Regions from separate parts of the Mus musculus genome. Here regions 2, 3 and 4 are each linked to region 1. Evidence: chromatin contacts called from public promoter capture Hi-C data. All regions are on one chromosome and are shown on one strand. The core of a region is the stretch at or near the end of the contact, and the rest is flanking DNA. Distances in the headings are between cores, read along the strand shown. Region 1 holds the start of Ttyh3 (tweety family member 3). Region 2 holds the start of Wipi2 (WD repeat domain, phosphoinositide interacting 2). Region 3 holds the start of Radil (Ras association and DIL domains). Region 4 holds the start of 3110082I17Rik (RIKEN cDNA 3110082I17 gene).

Evidence for each region. Promoter capture Hi-C pulls out the DNA fragments that hold promoters and counts their contacts.
Region 2: a contact with region 1 is called in a promoter capture Hi-C map of hippocampal neurons, with 7 times the contacts expected there. The contact joins the promoter of Wipi2 here to the promoter of Ttyh3 in region 1. A contact is called at or near these places in 3 of 39 promoter capture datasets (cranial neural crest, embryonic stem cells and hippocampal neurons) and 4 of 115 datasets of contacts at active chromatin or transcription factors (astrocytes, embryonic forebrain, large pre-B cells and 1 more).
Region 3: a promoter capture Hi-C map of embryonic stem cells shows a contact between it and region 1, with 5 times the contacts expected there. The contact joins the promoter of Radil here to the promoter of Ttyh3 in region 1. A contact is called at or near these places in 4 of 39 promoter capture datasets (cranial neural crest, embryonic stem cells, hippocampal neurons and 1 more) and 2 of 115 datasets of contacts at active chromatin or transcription factors (astrocytes and large pre-B cells).
Region 4: a contact with region 1 is called in a promoter capture Hi-C map of liver, with 2.7 times the contacts expected there. The contact joins the promoter of 3110082I17Rik here to the promoter of Ttyh3 in region 1. A contact is called at or near these places in 1 of 39 promoter capture datasets (liver) and 1 of 115 datasets of contacts at active chromatin or transcription factors (embryonic stem cells).

The regions. Positions count from the first base shown.
Region 1 is chr5:140,647,280-140,650,882 of GRCm38.p6, forward strand. Ttyh3 (tweety family member 3) reads right to left here and starts at 1,752. Exons shown (of 14, transcript NM_175274.5): 1 at 1,426-1,752. The coding sequence starts at 1,548.
Region 2 is chr5:142,627,671-142,631,273 of GRCm38.p6, forward strand. It overlaps Wipi2 (WD repeat domain, phosphoinositide interacting 2), which reads left to right and starts at 1,914. Exons shown (of 12, transcript NM_178398.4): 1 at 1,914-2,162. The coding sequence starts at 2,089.
Region 3 is chr5:142,549,314-142,552,916 of GRCm38.p6, forward strand. It overlaps Radil (Ras association and DIL domains), which reads right to left and starts at 1,785. Exons shown (of 15, transcript NM_178702.4): 1 at 1,667-1,785.
Region 4 is chr5:139,458,510-139,462,112 of GRCm38.p6, forward strand. 3110082I17Rik (RIKEN cDNA 3110082I17 gene) reads right to left here and starts at 2,025. Exons shown (of 5, transcript NM_028469.3): 1 at 1,960-2,025.

The DNA of each region.
Region 1 (3,603 bases), core at 502-3,001:
GCAGGCAGGACCAGGCTCAACTGGGGCCACAGAGCTGCGGGCCCATAGATCTAAAGACCTACAGAGCCGGGCCTGAACCACTCACTACCTTCAGATTCCCAAGAGCTGCAGGGACTGAATCCTCACCCTTTCCCTGTCACTAGCAAGTTCCTCCTGCAGCAGAAGCAGGTGGCAGCCCACTGACCTCAGGAAATGCTACCTGGCTGCCCTGTGTGCCAGTGGACCATCAAAACTGACCATCAGGCAAACCCTAGGAAGGCAACTTTCCAAGAATAGCTCATAGAGTTCTTTCAAGAAAGAGCATAACAATACCATCACACAGTAAGAAAACCACACGTGTCCCTCCACCTCACCCGGGCCTGGTCTTCCCCACAAAATCCCCAGGTGAGGTCCTGGGTCCCGGGTGCATCTCCTTGCTGTCTTTCAGGACTCAGGTTTTGCTCTACCCCTCACACCTGTTCTAATCTGCTCAGGAACACCATCAGCTACTGGAGCTGGGGTCAGGTAGGCAGAGAGTGGGAGCAGGGACAGTCCTGTGTTCTCTCACCCTCAACTTCAGTAAGATGAGGATGGCGGCAGAGATATTTGGCACAGCCCCAGGAGTACTTGATTCCCAGGCTACTGTCTGTCCCAGGAGCCGCCGGAGAGAAACTGTGAGGTGCTTAGTGACCAAGTGGGCTGATCATTCTTTTTTTTCTGGAATCTGGAGCAGGAAGGAAAAGCCCACAGCCCTAGTCCCCCTGCTCTGCACTCAAATGACAGTGGTTCAGTAGTGGGGGTGGTGCTGGGACTTGGCAGGACGCCAGACTTAGGGCTTCGCAGGGAGAGGGCTGCCAAGTGCCCCATGGCCCCCAGCCCAGACGGAGGCCCACTCACCCCACTTCAGCCAGGCCTCATTTTCCACCCTGGGTAGAGAGACTGCTGGCACCCTGGTTTCCCACAACCACACGACACCCTGTGTACATCCCACAGCCTGACCGTGAAGCAAGGGGTCATTAGCAGCCACAGAAGGCTGGCGATGGCCCAGGCTCCTCACCCACCAACAGTCTGGCAAAGGGATTCCCTAGCTGGGGAAAGAGAACGAGGAATACCCTCCTGCCTGAACCCAGGGATCCAGCCTTGGCTAGCGGGGGCTCTGCTGGGGAGAAGCTGACTGCCCAAAGGATGAAGACGGGCCTACCAGGAACCCATAGGATCAGAAGAGGGTCTATCAGGGGAGGGAGGCAGCTCCGTCAATCCGGATCGGAGGCCCTGGTGACACAGAGGGGCTGAACACCTTCCAGGGGGTGTTCGACATTAATCCCTGGAAAGGTTATCAGTGAACGGGAGGCGACTCCTAGAATGAAAGGGGATGGGGAAGCTCCAGCTCCTTGGGAGGGGCCATGACCCGGGGCCCCTGACCCCGCACCCGGGGGCGCGCGTCACCTGCTGGTAGTCGGCGTCCTCGGGCCGGAATTGGCTGCTGGTGGCCTCCCACCGCAGGTCGAAGTGCGGCAGCCGGTGCAGGAGGCTCACCCACCAGGGCGCCGCGTAGCTGACCCCGGCCATGGCGGGCGGGCGGCCACGGGCGCTGCGCCGGGCTTCCCTCGCTGCCGGATGCACGGGGCTCAGGGACCCGCCGACCCCTGCTCAGCTGCCCTCATCGTGCCCGCTTCCAGGGGCCCTGGCCCGGCCCGGCTCGGCCCGGCTCGGCCCGGCTCGGCTGCGCTCGGCTCCGCTCGGCCGCCCGCGCCCGCCGCCTCTTTGTTCACCGCCGCTGCCGCCGCCCCCTCCGCGCACCCGCCCGCTCGCCTTCAGGCTCCACCCCCACACCGCCATAGGCCCACCGCCCTCAGGCCCCACCCCAACCGCCCTCCCGGACATTCGGCCCCGCCCCACACAATGCTATTGGTCGGCACCACGCAGACCCCGCCCATACCAGGGCAGTCTCTGCCTCCGGACTGCCATTGGCATTTCTCCCATAGGCCCTGCCCCCTGCGTTACCATTGGTCTTTTTGCCTACACCTCTCGGTTTAGGCAGGACCCTCAACCTCTTCAGCCATTTCTTCCCTGTAGACCACGAAGGCTGGAATCCAAAGCTCACGTGTAGCATCCTCTCCGACCCATGCCTTTGCTCTCTGGTTTGATCCGGTTTCCACGCAGCCCTCATAAGGACCTGCCAGGGAACCAGTGACCTGTCTCTAGGATGGACATGATCTGCATTCGGGAGCTGCAGCTGTGTGCTCTTGGGCGAATGACTTAGCCTCTCGGTATCAGTGTTGTAGTCTGAGAAAAGGCGTTGCGGAGATAAACCGAGTGTGAAGTGCTCAGAACAAAGCCTGGCGCATAAGCCATAAAGCCGCGTGTAAGGCGATAATGGGCAGATAGATTGAATACCCACCTGCTTTAATTTCAGTTATGGAACCAGGGCCTTACGCATGCAAGCCAGGCACTCTACCACCGACCTAAATCCCCAATCCCCTGTTTTACTTTTTCTGTCGCGGGATCTCTGTAAATTGCTCAGCCTAGCCTCAAACTTGGCAGTCCTCTTGCTTCAGCCTCCCAGGTACTGGGATAACAGGCCTGAACCGCCGCACCTCACTTGCTTGCATCATTCTAAAGATGCAAAAGGAAGATGTAAAGAAAGTTCCCTGTATCCCATCTTGGAAACTAGGCTACTGGTCAGGACACAGCCTATAGAAAGGTCATGGGGGCAGGGGGGCAGTTCTTGCTTCTCCCCGGGTGGAGCGAACATATCCACTTGGCTCTGTGCACTCACAACCCTGGGGCCTTATGTTCTTAGAAACTAGACACATGCAGCTTCTCCATCGGCTAGGTAGCCTCACTCCTCAGCTGGACAGTGGCTTCCTGACAGACCTGTCTTTCAGTTCATGCAACTGCCTGAGGCATCTCCTTCCTTGCACTCTGGCCCGAGGGCAGGGGCCCTTTACAGAGCTGTGGGTTTCAATGTTCTGGATGGCTGGAGGAAGCTACCTAGCTGGGAATCAGCCTGCAGCGATAGGTAAGAAGTTCTTAGGCTTCTTACTCCAGGGCCACACAGCAATGGCTGTTCCCCCTCGCCCCACCCCCAGGCCGAGCTTTCCTCCTAGTGTCAAATGAGCACTTGCCAGACAGAGTCAGTGCAGCAGGTGAGATGCCCGCACCTGGCTAGATTTCCTGTAGAGCCGAGAGTAGCTCTGCCCCCAGCTCTGCCTTTAGGAGTCCAAAGATGAACAGTAACATCAGAGACGGTCATCACAGGCTGGGAAAGTTTCTGGCCTCTGCTTCAGCACCTCCCATAGAGAGCCCTGCATCCTTGCTTAGTCCCAACAACAGTAACTGATGTCCAAGGTTCATACACATAGATGTGAGATCTGGGAGTTACCTCTCCCATCACCAGAAGTCTCACCAAAATGGAGATTTTCTTCTGATCAGGCTACAATACCTGTGCATTACATACTCACTATGATGGACAAATTTCATACCCCCAAAAGATGTGCAAAAGCCAGGTATGAAGTCACACACCTGGGCAGCTGATCACAAGTTTGAAGCCTGGTACATCACATTGCAAATCTGAAGTCAGCCTGGGCTAAGCTTTAAGACCTTATCTAAAAAGGGAGGTGG
Region 2 (3,603 bases), core at 664-3,163, 2.0 Mb after region 1:
CCTTGTGGTAAAGAAGTTTGTTAGTCTCCTGAGATTCCGTTTATTAATTGTTAGTCTTAATGCCTAAGTTACTGGGGTCCTGTTCAGAAAGTCTTTCCTTGTGCCAATAATAGTAATTGGATTTAAGGCCTGGTCCACAAAATGAAACCCATATCCAGAACCATTGTCAAGGCCGAGAACCTGTGGGCAGGTGGGACACAGACCTTAGGGGAGGCCCTACCACCACTAGTCTGCTGAATAGACATAGTATTTAAGTGACCCCTTATTGTTACATCCATAGAGAAATGCATCTCTCAGCTCTCATCAGAAAAGCTTCTATTTGCAGAAGATGGTTATTGACACAGAGGCCCACAACTAGCCAAAAGTGAGCCACAGATACCACACCCCTCCTCCCAGTGATCAAGGACCACTGTAGAAGAGTCTGAAAGACTATAAGAGCCAGAGGCACTGGATACTGTCAAGGAAATGGTGTTTTCTGGACTAGCAGGGCAGCTACACACATGAACTCACAGTGGAATATACCAGACCTGTGCAAGCTAAGCCAGGCAAGATGTATGTATAAGAGAGATGGGCATGAAGCCTCACACCTAGCTAAGCTGTTGTTAACTGGTAGCTGCTGGGAACGGGGAATCAATTTCCTTCAAGGGTATGTATGATCTCCGATAGGTCTTCCAGTGGAAGACCATATCCAAAACTATATAGGCAACACAAAATGGAATTGGTGGGTTTAAAAAAGAAAGACTGAAAAAAAAAAAGACATAAAGTTGGGTGGGTAGGGAAGAAGAGTGGATCTGGGTGGTGGTGAGGTTGAATATGATCAAAATGCTTTGCATGAAATTCTTAAAGAATTCATTAAAAAAAAAAAAAAGAAAAGCTGGGAATCGTAGCACATTTAATTCCAGCACCAGAGGGCAGAGGACGGAGGGCAGATGGCCGAGGGCAGTATATTTCTATGCATTGAAGATTAAGATGGTGAGTTCCAGAAGAGCCAAGGTCTCCAAAGGCTAAAGCAAACCATTTTAAAGGCTACTTTAAACAAGCGTGGTGGTGCAGCTCCATAATCTTTTAAGAGGTAAAGGCAGGAAGACCGGGAATTCAAGGTCAACCTCAGCTACAGAGTCCAAAGCTAGCCTAAGATAGATGAGCCCCGATCCAAAGACAACAAACAAAACAAAAACACGAAACAGGAAGGGTGGGAAAGTGTGCGCCATCTTTTCCTCAACAACTTTGCCATCTTTGCCCCTCTGGCTGTACTAACAAAGTTCGACTTTGCTCCCCGCTTAACTGTCCTCAAGGACAGCACACTGCTCTTGGGAACTACCAGCCTCTTGCCTAGAGGTTCAGTTCTAACAGCACAGAACAAGTCTCTCTCTTCTCCAGGACCTTCGCCACCAGAACATTTCTATCTCCTTGAAGGGAAGAAGAGAAAGGAAAGAAGGGAAGCAGCGGGAAGGAGAGAAAGGTGCTTCCCATAGACTGTTGCACGGACCAATACATTTAAAGTAGAATCCTGTCCCAAGGACCGTGACCGCACGCGCCTTTCCAGTCTCAGACCCAACATTTGGCAAATCGTTTGCAGTTCTGCGCCTCGCTTTTCAAATCTGCAAAACGGACGTGCGACATTCTCTTCGAGCAACGCGGTGCGCCAAAGTTCCTAGAACAATGATCAACGACTCAGGACCAACGAGGTAACTCGCCGTTCTCAGACAGCAAGCCCCCGCCCACTCTCCGCCACGCGCAGGCGCACCCACCAGCGCACCTTTATGCATGCGCAGTCGACCGGAAACACCCGCGGATGCCTGCGGCGAAGAGGCGGGGCCTACGCAGCGGGCCTGCGCGGAACGCCGCCGTGCGACGCGAGGGTGGGCGGGACCGCGCAAGCGCGCAGCCCGTCCCGGCTCTGGAGCATAAACAAGAGTGGGGACGGGATGAGGCGGCAGTTGGTCCCCGCGCAGCGAGAGGCGGCGAGCGGGGCGACCTGCCGGACCGGACGTCGATCCTGAGTGTAGCGTGCTCCCGCGGGCCGCCCGAGTCGAGCTGCGCGCGCTCCCGCCAAGGGGGGTCCGAGGCCGTCGCGCGCTCGCAGCCATGAACCTGGCGAGCCAGAGCGGAGAGGCCGGCGCCGGCCAGCTGCTGTTCGCCAACTTCAACCAGGATAACACGTAAGGCCGGGCGCGGACGCGGGGCCGGGGCAGAGACCAGGGCTGGTCAGGTTGAGGGGTATGGGCGGGGGGCGTGCTGAGCCCGCGCGGCCGCTCGAGCGCTGCTGCCTCCTGGGCCGGGGGAGGTGATGGAACTCGGGGTGCCCCCATCCACCTGTCCTGAGACCTGGCCTTTCGCAAAGTTAGGAAGGAACTGTGCACGCCGGTTTGCGCCTGTCACCCGGACTCGGTTTTGCGGCCATCCTGGGCATCGCCCGCCTCCCCCTTTCTATACATCTGTATCCTCACTGCTTCTGTCGCTTTTCATGGCTTTTCTTTTTCTGTTTGCTTATTTCTTCTCTGCCGACCTTTCTGGCAAGTAACTTTGGTCTCCTCCAAAAAAGGACCAAACGGCAGTAGTAATCCAGGCCTTCGATCTGAGACTTTATCCTCAAGGGGTCTGGGAGCTTCAAAAGGGGGTGAGGTGGGCTATTCCTGGGGTAAAAAAGAACCTTCGTACCGGTCCACTGTTTTACCGGACTGAACTCCTGTAGTTCCCCATCTGGTTCTTCAAGGCTGCCTCGTTGGCATACCTGGAAGGTAGGTAATAGATGAGGTTTCTGATGAAGGATGGATGAGTTATGGGACTGGAAGGGAGAAGAGCCATCTTGGGAAGTGAGTAAGAGGAAGTGATGTAAGAGGAGGAGGAATGGGTCACTTGGCATCACACTAAGTAGTTGGTCGCTACTGGCACAATAGCATTAGCAAGGCAGGGACTGAGGCTTTTGTTTTTCCTCACTTAAAAGTTAGATTGGAGAATGGCAAGTACCTGTGTGGAGGGAGGTGCAACAGGTGCTCAGTTGGACCTTTAGACGAGCTCAAGAAGGAGGTGCTGTCCTGAAATTGGGACCAGCCACAAATGAGACTGTGAAGTTCAGAAAGGGCTAGAGTCTGTCAGGATCTTAAAGTTGGCTAATAGTGGGATGGGGCAGGCTTGGGTTCTCATCCCCTGAGGTTGCTCTCCTGGTGTTCTTTCCGTTGTAACACACTGGGTCTTTTCTACATTAGAACAGAATGCTAAAGACACTGAGTCCAGAAGTAATAGTGGACCTGGGCACTGGAGAGCTGGTTCAGTGGATAAAGCACTTGTCACACAACTCTGAGGCCCAGAGTTGGGATCCCAGCACCCATAGAAAAGCTAGGCAGCTGTCTATAATCCCAGCAGATCCCTGGCTAGTTAGATGAGCAGGGTCAGTGAGCTCTGGGGTTCAGGGAAGAGACCCTACTTTGGTAAATAAAGAGGGAGACACCTGGCCTAAACAACTGACCTCCACACAAGTGTATGCACACTGGCAGGTGTGTACCTCTCACACGTTCAGGCTGCTAAAAATTGTGTCGTGTCCTAAAGCCAGCACAACAAAGGCTACAGGGACAACCTGTTGCAATTTGCCTAGTGAGTAAG
Region 3 (3,603 bases), core at 535-3,034, 1.9 Mb after region 1:
CGGAGGGACTCTAAGACAGAGCTGGGAAAAGTGTGAAGAGCAGGAGATGACAGAACCTGGGTGGGTGTGACTCACTCCTCACCAGCGTCTCTCCTCAAGGGCCCCGAGTCCCAGTGAATGCCGAGCTTTCGCTTCTTGGTTTTTCAGAAAGTTTGGGTTTTTTTTTTATGCCCATCCTCCCCACGGCCACTAAAGAGTGGGCCCTGAGGTGGCCCTGAGTGGCTTGTAGACCTCTTTCCTTCCTAATCACAGAATCAAGAGTGGAGCCTGTTTGTCCACACAGGACAAAAATGTTTCTCAAAAGGCCACTTGGAATTCAGGGAAAGTCCTACAGAGGCGAGTACGCCCTGGGTAACCAGATCTGTTTTTCTGGAAGTATGACCTGTCTTTTCCTTTTTCTGCCTCATTCTCGCCTCTGACACACAAACATTTGAGGACAGCTCAGGTCCCAGAGAGTCAAGAGTACACGCAGGGCTCTCGCCGTGGCTGCCTCAGAAATTGTCTCTTTTCTTGTTCTCCGATTCTGCTTTTTTAAAAAAGAAAAAAAGAAAGGAAGAAAAGAGAAAAAAGAAAGAAAAGGAAAAAAAGTAAGGTTAAGTCACAGAGACCAGGCAGGCAGTGAGGTCAACGACGGCTGACATGGGTGGAGGGACGTCTCTGTTCCAACAGGACAATGTGGAACACATTATCATTCCAACAGAAGAAAAACTGAGCAGTCAACTTTGCAGACGGCGCATTAGCCTCCTCCCCTCATCCACAAATCCTATCTTTATGGCTCCAGCTGGAGGGCGGCTTTAAAGGCAAGCATAATTCAATCAGGTTTCATTTGGGCCGCTAGTCACTTAGCAAAAAGGGACTGACTTCTCCCAGCAGGATTAAAGAGAAGCTCCTCTCTGGAATGCACAAGAGGTGGCCCGCAGCACCGAGAGACACCAGTAATCAAATTCTTTTTGGTAATTCAGATTAACCAAACACTCGACAGGCGACAGAGGCTGGGCCGGGCAGGTCTGCAGCCTGTCAGGCCCCCATCCCAGGGCTCCCCAGGGACAGAAGCCAGATCCCTTTGAGGGCCTCGGAGCTCCAGCTCAGCATCTGTCTCAGGCGCGGCACTTGTCGGGGGACTGGCTGGAAATGATACAGAAATAGCTGGAGAAACAATGCCTCTCGCGGGCACACCGATGGGGAGGAGACGCGATGCGGGACGGGTGTAGGCGGGGGTGTCACCACCATCCTGGTGGGCGAGTGCGGGACTCCCGCCTTGAGCTCTTTCGGGTTGTTCCAGGTTAGATTGCACCTCCAAAGCACTACCAGGTAAACTGAGGCCTGGAAAGGTCCCTTGGCCACGAGTGACGGAACCCGGATTGCCCCTGGAAGTCCACGGGGCCACGCAACCCGCGCCCACCCGGCCTTCAGGTGCAGCTCCCCCGGGCCGCTCCAGGCCCCGTGCGCTCGCCGGTTTCCATGGCAACCGAGCAAGCCTGCCTCCATCGCGCCCGGACTCGCCGTGGGGACCGTGACCAGCGCGGCCCCGCCCCAGCGCGTGCCCCGCCACCCGTGTCTCAGCCCGCGGTCTCCGCACCCTCCGCGGGTCCCCGCAGTGGCCCAGCCGCACCTCCTGGGCCATCCTCGGCCTCTGCTGACCTTCCTTCTCGCGCCCCGCACTCACCTCAGCGCAGCCTGTCAGCTGCGTCCCCCGCGCGCGGCTCCCACGCCCGCCGTTAGCCGAGCTGGCGCCCGGCTCGAAGCGCCTCCTGCCGGCCGCGCAACGGACAGGGCGAGGCCTCCGAAGGGGCGGGGCCTCTGGGGGCGGAGCCTCTAAGGGCGGGGAGTCGGGCGAGACGAACAGAAACTTGACACCTCAGCGCCCAATGGGCAGAGACGGAGCCTCGAGTGGGCGGGGTCACATGTATTAGGGCGGGCCTGGCCGACCGAGAAAGATAGGCTGTGCGCTAGCGCCCCCTTCTGGTCCCCAACGGTAAGAACGATTCTCTAAGAGGTGTGGCCTTTGAGTGGGCGTGGCCTCGGCAAGGGGGCGGGGCTAGTTTCCCAAAGTCGAGTCGTGGTATCTCAAGGGGCGGGGCTGCAGGAAAGAAGGGCGTGGCCTGTTCTTGGGCCCCCCTGCTTTGGGGTTGTGTACTCTATGATCAAGTAGGTGGTGTTTGGCCTCCACCCCAGTTAGTGGACGAAGGTGGAGGGGTGGACAAAGATGGACAGGTACATAACTGAATATGCATGAAACTGACCAGGGACAGGAAGGCCAGACTTTTATTTTATTGAATATATTTTTATTTATTCATTGACAATTGCATACGTGTATATAGTGTGTGTTGTCAGCATTTAACCCCAGTTCTTTAATTTTAATGTATCCTTCGTAGAATTTTATTTTACATTTTAGATAGGGTCTCATAGATGCCAGATTGGCCTCAAACTCCATGTGACCAAGGCTGGCCTTGCACTCCTGATGCTATTACCTCCATTGTCCTTGTGTTGGAATTACAAGCTTGCACTACCATGCCTAGTTAATGTAGTTCTGGGGATCGAACCAAGGGCCTCATGTATGCAATACAAATGCTCTACCAACTGAATCACTTCAACCCTAAGCAGCCAGAATTTTAAAAACACAAGTCAAATTATGGCAGACTAACTTTAAACCATGCAAAATGGGACCAAATCAGCTCTAGGTCCTTGACCCAAATAATGTATTTTGCTTTGACTTCTCTCTGGTATGTTCAGTGATCTCAAACTGCACACCCTAACCCGAGAAGTATATCTTTTTGTGGGCAGTTTGTCAAGAACTATACTGTAGAGAAGTAGTTCTCAACTTTCCTTAATGTTGCAACCCTTTAATACAGTTCCTCACTGGGTGGTTTGAATAGATATGGCCCCATACACTTCTGTGTTTGAATGCTTGGCCCATAGAGAGTGCCACTATTAGGAGGTGTGGTCTTGTTGGAGGAAGTGTGTCACTGTGGGGGTGGACTTTGAGGTCTCCTATGCCCAAGCTACACCTAGTATGACATATGGTCAGCCTCCTGCTGCCTGCGGATCGAGATGCAGAACTCTCAGTTCCTCTTCCAGCACTATGCCTGCCTGGATGCTGCCATGCTTCCCACCATGATGATAATGAACTGAACCTCTGAAACTGTAAGCAGGCCCAGATAAATGTTTCTTTTACTTTGGTCATAGCATCTCTTCACAGCAATGAACCCCTAACTAAAACACTCATGTTGTGGTAACCCCCAACCATAGAATTATTTCACTGCTACTTTATAATTTTGCTACTGTTATGAATTGGGATGTAAATATCTGGTATGCAGGATACCTGATATGCAATCCCAAAAGGGGTTGTGGCCCATAGGTCGAGAACCGCTGCTGTAAAGTAATGGCCCCATGTTTGAGACCAGGGGAAGGGGACAGACATTTACAGAGCACCTCTTCTGTCAGGTCCTATGCTTGGGGGCTTTACCCAGCCCAGCTCGGATACACACACTAACTCTTAAAAGGTTCCCACTATTCAACTTCTTCCTGAGGATGTAGTGTCTCTCAGAAGTCCATTGACTGAAGGTCAATTAAGACTTGGCTTGTCTATATGATGAACTAGTA
Region 4 (3,603 bases), core at 775-3,274, 1.2 Mb before region 1:
GTACTTACAACTCTTGCAAAGGACCTAGGTTCAGTTCCCAGCATCCACACGGTGGCTCACAGCTACCTGGAACTCTCCTATCACCACCTCGAATCTCGCCATAGGAGAGGCAAGATGACAGATTCACACACTGCATCCAGCTTTTTATGTAAGTCCCAGGGATCGAACTCAGGTCCTCAAGCTTGTGCGGCAAGTGCTTTTACCCACTGAGAACTCCGGTTCTCGGAGATCTGACGCCTCTTCTGAGCTCCATGGGATCCTACGCACACATGGTATACACACACACACACACATTAGCAATTTTAAAAAATAAATGAAAATAATAAAACAAAATTTAAAAGCTTCTCCCAGGGAACAGTGCCAGCAAGAAAGTAAAGACAACTCAGAGCAGTGCTTGTCTCACACATTACAGGCAGGAAATCTGCATGTGGTGGAGCCTGAGAAGAACTCTTTTTGTTTTTCTGCTTTTCAAGACAGGGTTTCTCCATAACCTGGCTGTTGTGGAACTCCCTCTGTAGAGCACACTGGTCTCAAACTCACAGAGATCCACTTGCCTTTGCCTCTAGGGATTAAAGGCATGCATGGCCACCACCACAGAATAACTCTGGCAATTATACAATAAAAGAATTTGGGCACCAGGTGGGGTGGTGCACACCTTTAATCCCAGAGCTCTAGAGGCGGAGGTGGGAAGATCTCTGTGAGTTCGAAGCCAGCCTGGTATACAAAGGGAGTCTAGGACAGCCAGGGCTTGCTATACAGAGAAACCTTCTCTCAAAAAACAAAACAAAAACCAAACAAAAGAAGTGGTGGGGGAGGGGGAGAAAGCAATATGGTTCAGCAGGTAAAGGCGCTTGCCACTAAGCCTGAAGACCTGAGTTCCGTCCCTGCCTAGCCTGTCGAGTCCACTGTCACATACAAGGTAGATGGCTGCTGGGGACCACCTAAAGTTGACCTCTGGCACACACACACACTGCAAACTCTAGAATGGGCAAAGGTCTTGAACAAACAGTGAAGAACATGAAAAGATGCCCAATGTCACTAGTCCTTTAGGAAATGAAATCCAGAGGCACTGACTGCTGCTTCATGCAGCAAGGAAATAAGAAGACAGAGGGCTAGGAGTTCTCAGTGGGTAAAAGCACCTGCCGAACAAGCCTGATAATATGAGTTCGATTCCTGGGACTTACATAAAAAGCTGGATGCAGTGTGTGAATCTGTCGTCTCGTCTCTCCTATGGTGAGATGGAAGGCAGAGACAGGGGGGTAAGCCTGGGGTACACAGTGCAGCAGCAGAAACCAGAAAGACTATGCCTCAGCAAGCTCAAAGAAGGAACAAGACTCCCTTAAATTATCTCCATGGTACCTAAGACCATTAGTAAGAGATCTTCTACAGTCAAAAACCTGGGCTCCCTAGATCTGGGATTCTTATTCTGGCCCCCGTTTCTTCCCAGAGCCTTGAGTGACACCGATACAGAAAAGGAACCCAAAGAATCTTTTTTTTTTTTTTTTTTTTTTTGAACGGAGTCTCATTTAGAAGACATGGCTAGACCGAGCTAGCGGCAATTTTTTTCAGTCCCAGCCTTCAGGATACTGAGACCACAGCTGTGTACCACCACACCCAACTTGTAAGAATGGATACATGGAAGGACTGTTGGGTGCATGAATAAGTGGGTGGGTGGATGAAGGATATAGATGAATGGATGGGTGGGTGCCTGGATGAATAGGTGGGTGGACGGATGGATAATTGGGTAGAGGAGTGGATGGACGTTTAAGTAGACGGAGGAGTGGACGAATGGCTAAGTGGTCGCCTGTATCAACAGGGGTAAATGGGTAGGTGGGTGGTTGAATAGATCTCTGGAAATCCACGTGGAGAGCTGCGCAGAGACGCACAGCCCGGCCCAGGACCGCGTCTCCCCGGGCGGATGCGACAACCCCCCGTCACCCCACCCTACCCAGCACGCACCTGCAGCTCCCACTCTCGCACACCTCTGCCACGCGCCTCCACCACCAGCTCAGCAGGTTCCGCGCCGTCCCGCCCTCAGAAGATCAGCGCTATCCATTGGATCGGGAAGGCGTCCATCTTCCAGCCAGCCAATGGCCGCCGCATGGGAGGGCGCAGCCCTGGCGCAGGATATTGGCGTCATCTCTCTGAGCTGAGAGCGCAGTCAGTTGCCAGGGCAACACCTGGTGGCGTGGGCACGTGCGGCCGAATTCTGGCCGCTGGTGCTGGGCTGAACAGATAGAACACCTCTCAGAGAATTCCAGCAGGTAAAGTTAGAATATCCGAGGGGTGCCGGGCTTGGAGGTGCACGCCTTTCGTCCCAGCCCTAGGGAAGCTAGGAAGAAGGATTAGGAGTTCAAGGCTATCCTCCGCTGTGTAGGGAGTTCAAAGTCGGACCCTGTTGTAGCCTATAATCCCAGCACCAAAGAGATAGAGGGAGGAGGATCAGAAACTCGGGGTCTTCTCGAGATTCATAAAGGCCAGTGAGATGCCTCCGACGGTAAAAGTGTTTATTGTAAAGCTTGGTAACGTTAGTTTGATGTCCAGGATCCATAAATCGGAAGGAAAATCAATTCCCACAAGCTGTCTTCTGACCTCTAAACACACACACACTAAATAAGTAAATATGTACATTTCATAATATATGTATGTGTACACACACACACACAAAGTAGTGAAGAAGTAATGTAAAGGGTCTGGCATAGCTGTCACTGGCCTTGTAACAGGGCCATAGACCTTAGTAGGCCACCAGACCTTAGCACACTGACTCCACATTGGAAGTACCATGAGGCTGTAAAACTTAGCAGCACATAGACAGCACCACCTGCCCAAACTAAAACAAGGGCCTAGTCCATCAGAGTCCATATAGTGCTGGGAAAGTCTCAACACACACTAACCTTGCTTTCCAGCCTCTCTAGTTCCACTTCTGGTTTACTCTTCTTTTTAACTGTGTGTCAACTCGGAACATGGTTTTAGTGCTTAAAAAATCACCTGGAAAAAGGCTCAGTGCTACACTAGGATTCCATCACCCAGTGTAGTTGCTGGACAGCTAATAAAGATTTTCTATTGGCTTAAACCATGTCTAGCAGTCTTCTCTTCAGAGTACCCCACAACAGCCTTTAATTCCAGCATTGGGTCAGAGGCAAGTGGATCTCTACAAGTGTGAGGCCAGCCTGGTCTACATAGTGTGTTCCAGGTTAGCCAAGGCTTAGTGAGACCCTGCTTCAAAATGACAAAATTACAGATGGAGTGGGTGTGATTTATTGCTGATGCTGCTAGCCAACTAAGAGGAGACAGTAAATTCCTTGTGATGCAGAATAGAGAGAGGGGAATTATCAAGCAATGAGAAAAGACAGACTCCCTCACCTGAGTTTTGTTGAAGCCTCTAACAGGCTGAGAATCAAGAACTCTAGCTCAGCTGGCATTTGCTGTGAAAGTGGCCAACACAGAGATAACAGGTAACAATCTTTCTGTATAAGGATACCTTATTTTATTTATTTTTTTTTGAGACAGGGTTTCTCTGTTTAGCCCCAGCTAGCCTGGAACTCACTCTGAAAACCAGGCTGGCCTTGAGCTCACAGAGATCTGCCTGCCTCTGGCCCTGGT